Linked DNA regions of Mus musculus: all the other regions are linked to region 1. The links are chromatin contacts, called in public Hi-C and HiChIP or PLAC-seq maps. All regions are on one chromosome and are shown on one strand. Each heading gives the region's core, a stretch centred on a gene start, on an enhancer-like site or on the middle of the called end of the contact. The rest is flanking DNA. Distances are from core to core; before and after follow the strand shown.

Region 1 (4,040 bases), core at 424-2,923:
CTGTGTATATGCACACTATATGTGTGTGTGCACTCTTGTGTGCACACTAGAGGTCAGGTATCTTTCTCAATCACTTTCAACCTGTTTTCCCCCTAAAGTAGGGCCTTACTAAGTAGCCCTGACTGTCTTGGGTCTCAATATGTAGACAAGGCTGACCTTGAACTCACACAGATCTCCCTGCCTCTGCCTCCTGAATGCTGAGATAAAAACCATGCCCAGCTCCAACCTTATTTTTTGAAGCAGAGTCTCTAAGTGAACCTGGCTGGCTAGCAAGTCCCAAGAATCTTCTGTCTCCACCTCCTCAGTGCTGGGTCACAGTGTACAAGCTGTGCCTTTCCTGTACATGAATGTTGCTGATCAAGAACTGAGCCTCCTGCCTACACAGCAAGGAGGAGGCCATTCCCTTGGCCATCCATCCCCCTTGGCCCCATCAAGATAACGTTTAGTGTGGAAACAATTTGCCTCCCATAACCTGTCCTATTTTATACTTTGTAGACTGAAACCGGTACACGTGCAGAGTCCAATCGTTCTAATTGTTCTAATTATCATCACACCCTGATCCTGCTGCAGAAGACAGCAGGTGGCCTTTCCGTTCCTCCGGAGGGAGCTCCCTGTGGGCAGGCTCAGCTTCCTGAGGAGGACTGCCATGGGGTCCTTCCATAAGGTGCATGTTGCTGCAACCCAGGCTGCTACGTGTTCAATATCAGCATATTAAGTGCTCAGTGCTCTGCTCAGAACAGATCAAAGCCTATGGAAAAACAAGGTCTCACTATGTACCGTTGGCTAGCCTGGAACTCACTAAGTAGAGCAGATTGACCTGGAACCTGTGTCAACCCTTCTGTCCTGCCTCCTGAGCACCCTCATATCTGCCGTTATGATTTTGGACCTTGAGTCCCCAGAAACCCTAAAGCTCCCAAACACAGCTCTCTTCTCTGTTCCTCTCTGATGGGTCTCCACCAAACCCATTCGCTTAGAAAGAACCTGCATCCTAAACCAAAACTCCAACATGTGAGTTCAATAGGCAGAAACTTGGGTGGGCATAGGACACTTGGACCCGGGCATATCAGCATCCCTCTAGGAGACCCCTAGTTAAAAGTGGTAGTCACATGACCCATAGAAGTGCTGCCTTGCCACACCCAAACATAGCCGAGAGCATCTTTCTTTCGGCAGCAGGGCCCCCTTACTTGTGTGACTGTATGACCATCGCTGGTAGCCTTTTAGTGGTAATAGAAATTTTCACATTAATGCTGTAAATTCTGCAACATATTTTGACGCCTGATATATCAGATGCGGGGGATGGGGATAAAAACCACAACTGCATAATGAAAAAACATTTATTTTCCCCCTTAGTCCTAGCAGGTCAGCAATTGCAAGCCACTCTGCAAACATACATGAGGTTAGGGACATGGAAGGAGAGGCTAGCCAGCGTCTCACAGCACAAATCACTGTCCCGAAATTTAAGAAGAAAGGAGGATGGGAGCCCTTGGGAGGAAGACCTATAAGATTGGCGAGAGTCCCAGTGTAAAGCGGATTGTTTCTAGAACCATCTTGGAGAGGTTCTTCCACCGGGGGGTCTGCTCCAGGTGGTACACCCACCGGGTCAACCCTTTGTAGTGAGGGCCATCCCGGCATCACCCAGCCAGTTCCAGACCCCTTGCAGAACGCGGAGGTTGGCAACAGCAACGGCTTTTCTGGATGCGTCAGTATTCACCTCCACCCCCCAGGCCTTTCCCAAATGTCTGTTCCTTTCTCCCTCAGCCCCACTGCTACTACGCCCCGGGTGGGCTTCTCAACCCTGCTGTCTGTGAATGTCCCAAAGCCCACAGGGGCCTCCAGTCCAGGACTCGGCTAGCAGGTAGGCCCTGTCCTCTGCCATCCTTCCTGCTTCCGTTCTGGCAAGAGAAAGCCCTCAGCCAGCCCTCCCCGGACAGATCTTGGAAATGATTAATCTCTCAGATTAAACTGAATGAGCTCAATATAAAAATATTTTTAAAAAACAGTAGGGTCGTTAAAGAGTGACAGATTTAAGCGCCATCTGGGCTCGCTGGTCAGGGTGGCGCGAATTCCATCAAACGGCTGAACGGTGCACGATCTGAGAATCCCATCTGTTTTATCTAACATGCCTCCGTCCGACAGTTTTGCCATTTTGATGTTAAGAGTTGTTTAAAGAAAACATTATTCTATGGGATATAGAATAATGCTCTCTCTAAACTCCCTGAATGAAAATGTACACTTGATTATCACAATGTCTGATGGACTGGAAGCGCCACTGGATCCTAACAGTGGTCCCCGAGCAACTCCAAACGGACTTCTTTTCACACACATGGTCATTTCCACCAGTTTATTTTTGTAAACCTTCGGGACCATATGTGGAGATGTTTCTTCGGGTTATCCTATGAAAGTACACTTTAGGGTTTTTTGTTTGTTTTGTTTTGTTTTGTTTTTGTCCCCACTGAAAACTATATTGACTAAAAACTATATATATATATATATATATATATATATATATATATATATATATATATATAATAAAATGGGATTTTTTCTTTCTATTATTAATCCTTTCTCTGTATCCCTCAACTAAAATATTTTTATGGAAATATTGCTGTGAAAAATACTCATGAAACACTCAGGCAGTTTTAATTATCCATGAGACTTATGTTTTTCTTCTTTCTTTAAGCAGAGGGGGGACCCATCCCTAGCCTTTCTGTTTCTGACCCTGGCCACTTTGGAATGCTTCTCTGCCTGCTTAGGCTGTAAAACAAGTTCTAGAAACATCATTTGGATTTCCCTGTGCCTGTTGACATGGTTCTGTTTCTGAAATAGTGGCAAAACAAACAAACAAAAAACAAAAACAAATAAAACCCAGATATATACTGTGGCCACTTCATCTTTAACAAATGAAGAAAAATCATTTCCAAAAGAAATCTAGGAGGGTGAGAAAGGATAGTATAGCAGGCTAAGTGGGTCTAATGTACATTACGTACACTTATGAAAATGTCATTAATCGGTACTTTAAAAAAGAATAAATGTATCCTCCGCATTTAAGACATTTTTGAAGAATCCTATTTTAATCAGACTGTCCTTTAACTGGAAAACACTGCTCCTCTTCAACATGATCAATATGGTGATTAGAACTTTGGCCCATAAAATAAAGGGGGGCTAATTTTCCTGTTATGCTACTGTTATGCAGCACATTACAGTATTTTACAAACCCGTGGATACTAAGCTGTCATAAACCAAGAGCAATCTGGTTCCAAGCAACTGGAACCAGAAGAGAGATTGCTCATTATCACCATATTCATTATTAATTTTAGTCATCTTTTTTTTTTTACAGGTACTGAGTAACTCAGTCTCACAGTCAAAGCCTTTAGAGATTTTCATATCACATGTTTTTGCTAACATACAAGTCACTGGCAATTTTTTAAAAGCTGGCACAATACCCGCGAAGAACATAGGCATTTATCATTTCTTTACACCTACCGAGTACCTCTCCCAACACTATGTGTAGCAGTGTACGGAAGGGCACACTAAGGTTGGCTATCTCTAATAACCACAACTATTACTTAACATTCCCATAGAATAACTACTAGAAAACAAAGTGACAGTCAGGCGTGGTGGCACACACCTCAGAGGCAGAAGCAGGTGGATTTCTGTGAGTTCAAGGCCAGTCTGAACTACATAGTGAGTTTTAGGACAGTCATAGCTACATACAGACCCTGTGGCAATGGCCCCCAACTCAAAAAAAAAAAAAAAAAAAAAGTTCTTTCTCAAATATCCTTCATTTGATTAAATAAAGAAGAACAATTTTATGTATTATTTTTTAAGTGGCATTTCACAGACAGATTTGAAGTACCCACCTCGGGGCATCACAGTGATCCCAGAGGGGGAAAAAATGACTCTGCAGCTGACAGATTTTTCAAATGGAAAAGCAAACAGTAAAATGGCTCAGAACCTTTATTTTCCCCAAAAGCTACTCAGGACAGTCCAGAGTTCTAGAAAGACACTGGAACTCTTCGTCTAGGGCGACTGTCCCCAGA
Region 2 (4,040 bases), core at 519-3,018, 200 kb before region 1:
ATACCATGCCACACGAGCACACTTTTGAAGAAAAGGTGCCTGCATCTGTTTTCCACAGCATAGATGCTCTTGATGAGAAGACAGACTCCGGAGGGGATTTGTCTTTTATAGACAAAGCTGAGGCAGGGCATCTCTTGTATTATACAATACCAGGCAATCAATTGGTAGGTAAGCCCAAGCTCCCACCGTGTCATGCTTCCAGTAATACTTTAGGAGACCCAGGAGGTCATCAGAAAAGCAGCTGCTTAGATGACTAGAGCTAGAGGAGGCCCTCAGCAGCACTGAAATTGTGTAGTATATGTTGAGTTGTATGTATTTAACTTGAATTAATTTGCCGCATGTGTCTGGTGGCCATATTGGATGGTACAGCTTTTGTTCATAGGTACAAATTACTTATGAGCTACAAGCTTTTTCAATTAAGGTAATTTTAATTAAATTTACTTCATGCCAGATTATTTATCATCTCTGATATAAGTAGTGAATAACTGAGTGTATCCTGACTGCATATGAAGTGCACATGAGTGACCCTGACTGCATATGAAATGCACATGAGTGATCCTGTCTGCACATGAAATGTACATGAGTGACCCTGACTACACATGTAGTGCACATGAGTGACCCTGACTATACATGAAATGCACATGAGTGACCCTGACTGCACATGTAGCACCATGAGTGATCCTGACTGCACATGAAATGCACATGAGTGACCCTGACTGCACATGTAGCACCATGAGTGATCCTGACTGCACATGAAATGCACATGAGTGACCCTGACTGCACATGTAGCACCATGAGTGATCCTGACTGCACATGAAATGTACATGAGTGACCCTGACTGCACATGTAGCACCATGAGTGATCCTGACTGCACATGAAATGCACATGAGTGACTCTGACTGCACATGTAGTGCACATGAGTGACCCTGATTATAGGGTTTATGTTTGTCCCTCAGCAAGCAGCTCTATAGTGGGCAATGGAAAGGGGCGCTAGATGGGTGGCAAGAGAGGGTTGAGGGATCTGTTTGGGTTTCAAGTTCTGCCATCCTGAATGTAGATTTTTTTTTTTTTTAATCTGAGAAGGTTGCTATATCTTCCCAAATCAGATTCTCTGAGAAGTCAGGAATAAAAGGAATGGAAAGGGCTGGGGGTAGGGTGCCAGGGATTTAGGGTTTGATTCCCAACACCATGGCATGATTTATGGTAATTAAAATCTGGAAATAACTCAAACATATGTCAGTAAGGTACTGTTTGGATAATGTACAATCCAGTTACATAATCACATCTCCTGTAGGCAAATAGCAGTAAGGACACAATGTGTCAGATTGCCAAGAATCTGGATTATTAAATTTAAAAAATGAATTAAATAAATAAAAAATAAGAAAGCTGGAAGCTGGGTGTGGTGCCACACAAGTGTGACCTCAGCACGTAGGATGTGGAGGCAAGGTGAAAAGGCATTTTTCCTTTAAAGGAGGGGGAAGGAGGCAGAGGTGTGAGAGGTCTTGGAGGAAGTGAGCTAACTGTAGTCAATCCTCTAAAAAGCACAAAAATGCAGCCTCGCCCAGGTAGTTCTCTTGTTGACTAGAGCTGGGTCCCGAGGTTCTGCCCCGCAGTCAGTGTACTTTGTGCGCCTCAGAGATCCCACCACAAACTACACTGGGCATCGAAGGTGGAAGGGAAGGGGTTAGCTATCGAACAGGAATAAACCACCATGGGCAGTGGAGAGAAGAGGGGATAACTGGGTCCAGGAAAGCTGGTTCGCTGGACTGTTCGTCACCGCCCTCAGCTCCATAAAAGAGGCCTATGTGCACGGGGCGGCACGGCCAGCCCGAGGGAAAGGTTCTTTTCCGGATCCTTTCTCTGTATTTCTGGAAACCCAGCGGTGTGCACATTTCTCCAGGCATCTACTGGTAGAAACAAGTCCTCGGTGAGCCTGAACCACTGCCTTTTGCTACCACCTGACAGATAGCTTAGCCTGGTTGTTCCCTTGTAAAAAGTGCTCAGTCATCTATGAGGTGGAAGTCACCCTTGTAATGATGGCTGAGCACGTAAAAGGAGGAGCCAAACAAAGGTGGTGATGGCTGTGCTGAGCTGAGAATTGAATAAGAAAGCTTAGCCATTGAAGATTATTTATATGCTAAACCTTAGTGTGTTTTGTTATGCTTCTTTAGTTAAAAATAATAATTTCTGTTACCCGGCGCACACCTTTAATCCCAGAACTCAGGAGGCAGAAGCAGGCGGATTTCTGAGTTCGAGGCTAGCCTGGTCTACAAAATGAGTTCCAGGACAGCCAGGGCTATACAGAGAAATCCTGTCACGAAAAACAAACAAACAAACAAAAAAAAATTTCTGTTACTCTGTATGTGCATAATGAGGTGGAGGTAGGAGGTGGGGGGTCGCTGTGTGCAGGTCGCAACACGAACATGGATACGGGACAACTGTGTATTCAGTTCTCTCCCTCCACTTGTATGTGAGTTTCAGGGATCCAACTCTGATCATCAGGCTTCAGAGGCCTGCCTCTCATGGCCTACGTTCTCCGGCTTCCCCACTTCCAGAGTATTCCTAAGACATTGCCAGTACATGTTCAAACACATGAGTCTCTGGGAGAACATTCAAAATACAAACCATAATAATACACAGGAAATAATTAGGGTCAGCAAAATGGCTCAGTAAGTGAGGGGGCTTGCTGTCAAGGCTGGTGACCTGAGTTCAGTCCCTATGATGCACATGGTGGAAGGGGAGAGCTGATTCCCAAAAGTTATTGTCTGACCTTCACATTCACATCATGGCACATATACACAATACATATAATATATATTATATATTGTATATTATATGTTACATTATGATATATATTATAATAAGAAATATAAAAATAAGTTTAAAGGTTTGTGACAGAAAGAAGAGCAAGGGGGAGTAGCATGTTTCAGGCTCATTTCCTCCTATGGTGCCTCACAATCTGACCGGGTAGTCCAGGGAAGCAGAGTGCATTTTGGCAAAGGGAAAGTCAGTTTCTTTAATTACCATGCATCGAAGTTATATATACATGCAGAGGAAGTTGTGCAGCTATGTAGAGTGACCCTCTGGCCTCTGGTGGAAATTTTCTAACAACCACCAGGCACCTGAGTCTGTATTGTTTGCCTTCTAAGACAAAAGGAATCTCTTCTAAGTAGTTAGCGTAGGTTCCACACATTTTGGTCCTTTTCTCCTTTGTTTTATGAGACATCCAAAAGACTGAGAGATGAAGAACCACAAGGGGTGGTTAGCGCCTAAACATCACTTGAATGTGTGTTTTTGTCCTTGGAGACTTTCTAACGCAGCATATTGAAGAACTGTCAGGGAGATGAAAAAAAAAGCAAAGACTCCTGATATTTAGTTTGAAACAAAGTGAGGAGACATGAGATTTGAATCTAACGAAGGGAAGAATTTCAAAAGAGAAACTGTGCCACACTTCCTGCTTTTTGACTCACATATCAAACAAAGCCAGACTTAGATAATCACTGCTGATCTGTTGCCTCAGTGACACCAGGGAGTGTACACTGACACCAGAATTCTTTACAGCCCCACCACTTACCTTTCAGTGGGCTTGTACTATACTCAGGGGACCTTGACCTCACTTGGATACGGTCAAGGGTATTTTCTGTATCCTCAAGTTGGGCTGTGTGCTTAGTATTCTAAACTTTCTTTGGTAACATTCAGTCCCGGTCAGGTCTGTCCTCTGTAAACATGATTCTAGCTGTTGTAGAGCTTGGTGGAGCAGCTGAAGGTATGCCAAGAGAAATACAGTTTACATTGTTAGCATGAAGAACTCACCCTTCAGCAAAGGAAGCAAGCTCACTTGTAAGGCGATGAACTCAGAGCCACACAAAACAATACTGATCTTTCTATTAGGGAATCTCGGGAATGTGATAGTTTTTCTTGGAAAAAGCCTATAGAACAAATGCTTTTTTTTTTTTTAGGCTGTGATACAAAAGATCAGTAAAAAGGACCAGTAGTGTGGGAAACAGGGGTGTGATTTAGCCAATAAAATATTTGCTGGA
Region 3 (4,040 bases), core at 601-3,100, 150 kb before region 1:
TTGGGAGTCATCTGTGCTTTGGACAAAATATCCGGGAGTTCGTATTTTTCATAAATGGTACTCATTTGAACTAAGACAGATGAAATGTTTGTTGGAGGTGATACTTCCTACTGCCGTGAGCTTTTTTTATAGGGGATCTCTGCCAAAATAACCCACACACTATTTAAACCACACGAGCCCCTCAAGACCCAAGGCACCTACCTGCAGGCCCAATGTTTGAGGCCAGCTAGTTTATAGGCGCAGTGAAAGGATCATGCTAACTGGATAAAATAACCATATGTCCCCACCGGAGGCTCCATTACTTGAGTCATTTAAGCCTCTCTGGACAAAAAGCACCAGGGCCATTTGCTGTTGGAAATCAAACCTCCACAAAGTGGACATAGGAGAAATGACCTAATAGGTAATGCCGGCTTCTGTGTTAAGGAAAGCTGGCCTGCCACACTGTTGTGAAAGCGAATGCCCTAATTATACCCCAACAAGAGGGGCACTTCTTATTTGGAGAATGAAAAGGGAAAAAAAGCCCAGATTTAACATTTACATCACCATTATCAAAGGCCTGGGCAATTTTCCCTAGGAATAATATTTTCGAGATATAATGGAAAAAGTGTGTGTGGGGTGGGGTGGGGTGGGGCACAGTTTGTAGTCTTTATTCAGGAACTTAAGAGGCAGAAAGGGAGTGTTTCTGGTCTGACTTTTGTTTGGGAGCTGGTGAGGTGTGTGTGTGTGGGTTAACCTTTACCATCTGCTTATAAGGCCAGGTATCCATCTCAAGGGAGCACATGCTGCCTCAGTTTACTCTCTCAATATGCATTTACTGCTTGCACACTGTCCGCTGGTATAAGGCAGAATAGAGGAAAAGGATACATAGAGTGAATGTGTGTGTGTGTGTGTGTGTGTGTGTGCGCGTGTGTGTGTGTACACTTGTGCGTGTGTGTATATGTGTGTGTGTGTTTCTGCATACATACAGGTATGTGGGAAGGACATGATGGGGTTCGCATGTGTGGATTAAAGATTGCACAGCTTTTCTTTCTAGGTAAATATGTTCATTTACTGCAATCCTCATTTTGGATTGAAATACAGAAACAAATGTGAAATACAATTTCAACTTAAAATTACTTTTCTGTGAAATAGATAATTTTTTGATGGCCACCATTGACATGAAATGAAAAAAAAAAAAACAAACCAACCCTATTTTTCGTAAATTTGGTATATTGTCCAAATAGGATCTTTCCTATGTAGATATTCTGCCTTTGGATATTAAGCGTGTGTCTGTACAAAGGTTAGTCCGTGTGTGGAGCAGGGGGTGGAGAGGAAGAGGGAGGTGGTATGCTTGGTCAGGGTTGAAGGCAGACATCCACAGGGAATGACCTACTTAATGTTGTCACCCATTTGTCCAAGTCGTGGGACTTTCATGTGTCCTTGCAGCCAGGGATCATGTAAAGGACACTTCTCACATGGGTGTCACAGACCCACCACTGAAAACCAGATTTTGCTTCTCTGCTGTGTTTTTATTTATTTATTTTCACAAGGGTGAGTATTTAACATCTAGGACCTTACTAATCTTTTAGCACCCTTCCTCTCCTAAGCAGTTTTGAGTGGAGGGCATGGCAACTCCATTCCTTACAGAAGTCACGGGCTGAGGTGAGATTATCTCCAGGACAGATTTATAAAAGCAACGTCCCCCCATCCCTCTGAAAAAGAGGCAAACGGTATTATTGCAAATAACCTTTAAGATAATTAACTAACAATGCTGCAACTAGCATAAAATCTTCCTTCAGGCGACACCTAATTTAAGTGTTACTGGCACAAAGTGGAGACAGATTGTGCATTACCACCGCAATATTTACATAGCAGAAACCCACAGAGCGGGAAACGCCAGGCTCAATGAAGCACTAAATTAGAACAACCGTACCCAGTGTTAATTTGCCTTTCATTCTTTCCAAATCTCGGGTCCAGAAATCGGTACAAATCCATCTACAACCTCCTACTCCTAAATGACTAAACCCGAGGAGATGTTAGGACTTTTTCTTTTACCCCACCCCTCCCCACCCCCCAATTAAAATAACTTGAAATTTATTTCTTCTCTCCACAAGAACCATGTGGTCAAACTGTGATTGTTTCGTTGCAACGCGCTCCTACTTTGATCTGAAATCACTCTCATACAAGCGCCGTGTCGAAGACGACACGGCAGAGCCTATTCTGAGACTGCCAATACAGCTTATGAAGAAAATAAATAAGACGAGACAGGGGGACCAATTAGTGAGATATTTAGGGAAAGGAATAGTTGTCTACCTTCCGCAATTTTCTCATTGATAAATTTTATTTCCGTTCCACATTTCCCGTTTCTCCTGCCAAATGTAATGAGTTTTCCTTAAACCATCCTTGTCTGTAATATTTTAAACTCCAGCACCACTCAAATCGAGGTATCAACAAAAACATTTACCTTTCCCAGCTGCTGGTGTTCTTTGAAGGCAGCAATCAGCTCTTCAGCCCACTGAATTTTTTCTGGGGTTGGAGTAAACTGTTCCTGTACCACTGCGATCTGGTTAGGGTGGATCACCTGTTTACCTGCAAAGAGAGCAACCACACTGGAGGCTCAGGGCAGGCCAGATGCACCCAGCTGGGGACATCCCTGGATGCTTCATAGAGTGGGTGCTGAGGAACTGAACAGTACAAAGTAAGACCTGCAATCAGACACACTTTCCCAGAAAACCACATAAGAGCAAACACAAGTATGGGAGTTACTGCACTCTAGATTTACGTAGACGTGCGCCTCCAGCGTAGAAAAGCTCGCATTTTTAGTTACAGGTGGCTAGATTGGGCAGCTTGTTAAATAACTACTTTCCTTGGATTTTAACTGGAGAATGTCTGCAAGTTATCCATTATTTTGAGTTAAAGGTAGAGTGAAATTAAATGAGAATTCTCTCAAATTGTCTAAGCTGTCTAGTGCTTGTTTGCAGGAGGGAGGGGCGGGGGGGGGCTTGTGGTGCTTTCTATAGCTCATATACCAGAGACAGACAGTTATAGTTCAGCTCGCAGTAGATGTTATGATCATATCAATACCAAACACTGCCTTGGAATGATACATTTCATTTTTTTTGAGCATGTTATTTTAAACATGTCAATTTCAATGAAAATATGTCTAAACTAAAAGGCAGATTTGAATACTGTGGCATCTAGATTACTCTACTTCACATTTTTTAAATAGAAAGATTAGAGAAAATTTATCTGTTCCAAAATATATCTGGATCTTCCCTTTCTCCTGATAGTATGAGAGTTGTTTTGTCTTCAAATGATAAGAAATGGTATCTATGTAGAAATATCTTCAAAAGGAAATTGTATCTATGTAGAAATACCTTCAAAAATCTTTTATTCTTTTTGAAGTTTAAGGGTTTTAAATAAAAGCACCATCCATATACAAGCCTCAAAGGATTGTATGTAATTGTAACACTCTTAATAATAATAATAAAACAATTTAACAATCAGGGAAGTGTGGTATCTAATCAGGTCATTAATAAAATGCAATATAATTTAATGTCACAACGATGAGATTAAATTGCATTACATGACAAAGTTATGAACGTAAATTGACTCTTTAAAACTGATGTGCACTTAATGGCTGCTGACTATATTTGTTGTCTCATCAATTTGCTCTGCTTTTTAAACAGTTGCTGCAATATTTAACACTGTATGTCACAGCCCACATGTTTTTATAAACTACCAGTTTCTGTTACTATACTTATTCAGTTGAACCAACAAAGGAACAATGTTTGTAAAAATAGTAAAACAGGGTTTTTCTTTTTCTAGTGTTGTTAGGTAAATAAATAATATTCTCTTTAAACCTCAGCATAATTAAAAATTCTGTTATTTCATTCTTGCCTGCCAGCATAGTAGAAAAATGTTATGAATCTATATGCATAAAGGCACTTCAAACTATTTGAAGACTAATTTTTAGAACCAACTAATAGGAGCTACAAATGTAAACTCTTTTCAAATAGTAGATATTGATTCCACATTTAATTATAAATAGCTATGATAAT

Evidence for each region. A called contact is a pair of places that touch in the nucleus more often than the background predicts. HiChIP or PLAC-seq counts read pairs in DNA pulled down with a chosen protein or histone mark.
Region 2: an H3K27ac HiChIP or PLAC-seq map of embryonic stem cells shows a contact between it and region 1, with 4 times the contacts expected there. The contact joins the enhancer-like site here to the promoter of 1700108J01Rik in region 1. A contact is called at or near these places in 2 of 484 Hi-C or Micro-C datasets (embryonic stem cells and nephron progenitors) and 10 of 115 datasets of contacts at active chromatin or transcription factors (bone marrow-derived dendritic cells, craniofacial prominence, embryonic basal ganglia and 6 more).
Region 3: a contact with region 1 is called in a Hi-C map of cerebellar granule neurons, with 2.7 times the contacts expected there. The contact joins the enhancer-like site here to the promoter of 1700108J01Rik in region 1. A contact is called at or near these places in 3 of 39 promoter capture datasets (cranial neural crest, frontonasal cranial neural crest and liver), 11 of 484 Hi-C or Micro-C datasets (3T3-L1-derived adipocytes, brain, cerebellar granule neurons and 6 more), 7 of 115 datasets of contacts at active chromatin or transcription factors (embryonic forebrain, embryonic hindbrain, embryonic midbrain and 4 more) and 1 of 9 other capture datasets (embryonic stem cells).

What each region holds. Positions count from the first base shown.
Region 1 is chr14:122,231,271-122,235,310 of GRCm38.p6, reverse strand. 1700108J01Rik (RIKEN cDNA 1700108J01 gene) reads left to right here and starts at 1,673. Exons shown (of 2, transcript NR_015532.1): 1 at 1,673-1,855. All of the region lies in intron 1 of Clybl (citrate lyase beta like), which reads right to left.
Region 2 is chr14:122,432,204-122,436,243 of GRCm38.p6, reverse strand. All of the region lies in intron 1 of Gm5089 (predicted gene 5089), which reads left to right. Among named protein-coding and RNA genes, the nearest start is that of Gm5089, 17 kb to the left of the region's middle. Within about 2 kb of position 1,768, at least 13 of the 459 cell types and tissues checked have an H3K27ac peak or open chromatin away from gene starts, as enhancers often do. A contact at or near this core is called in embryonic stem cells, where this site is marked.
Region 3 is chr14:122,382,726-122,386,765 of GRCm38.p6, reverse strand. Clybl (citrate lyase beta like) reads right to left here. Exons shown (of 8, transcript NM_029556.3): 7 at 2,444-2,568. All of the region lies in intron 2 of Gm5089 (predicted gene 5089), which reads left to right. Among named protein-coding and RNA genes, the nearest start is that of Gm25464, 3.4 kb to the left of the region's middle. Within about 2 kb of position 1,850, at least 4 of the 459 cell types and tissues checked have an H3K27ac peak or open chromatin away from gene starts, as enhancers often do. A contact at or near this core is called in cerebellar granule neurons and cerebellum, where this site is marked.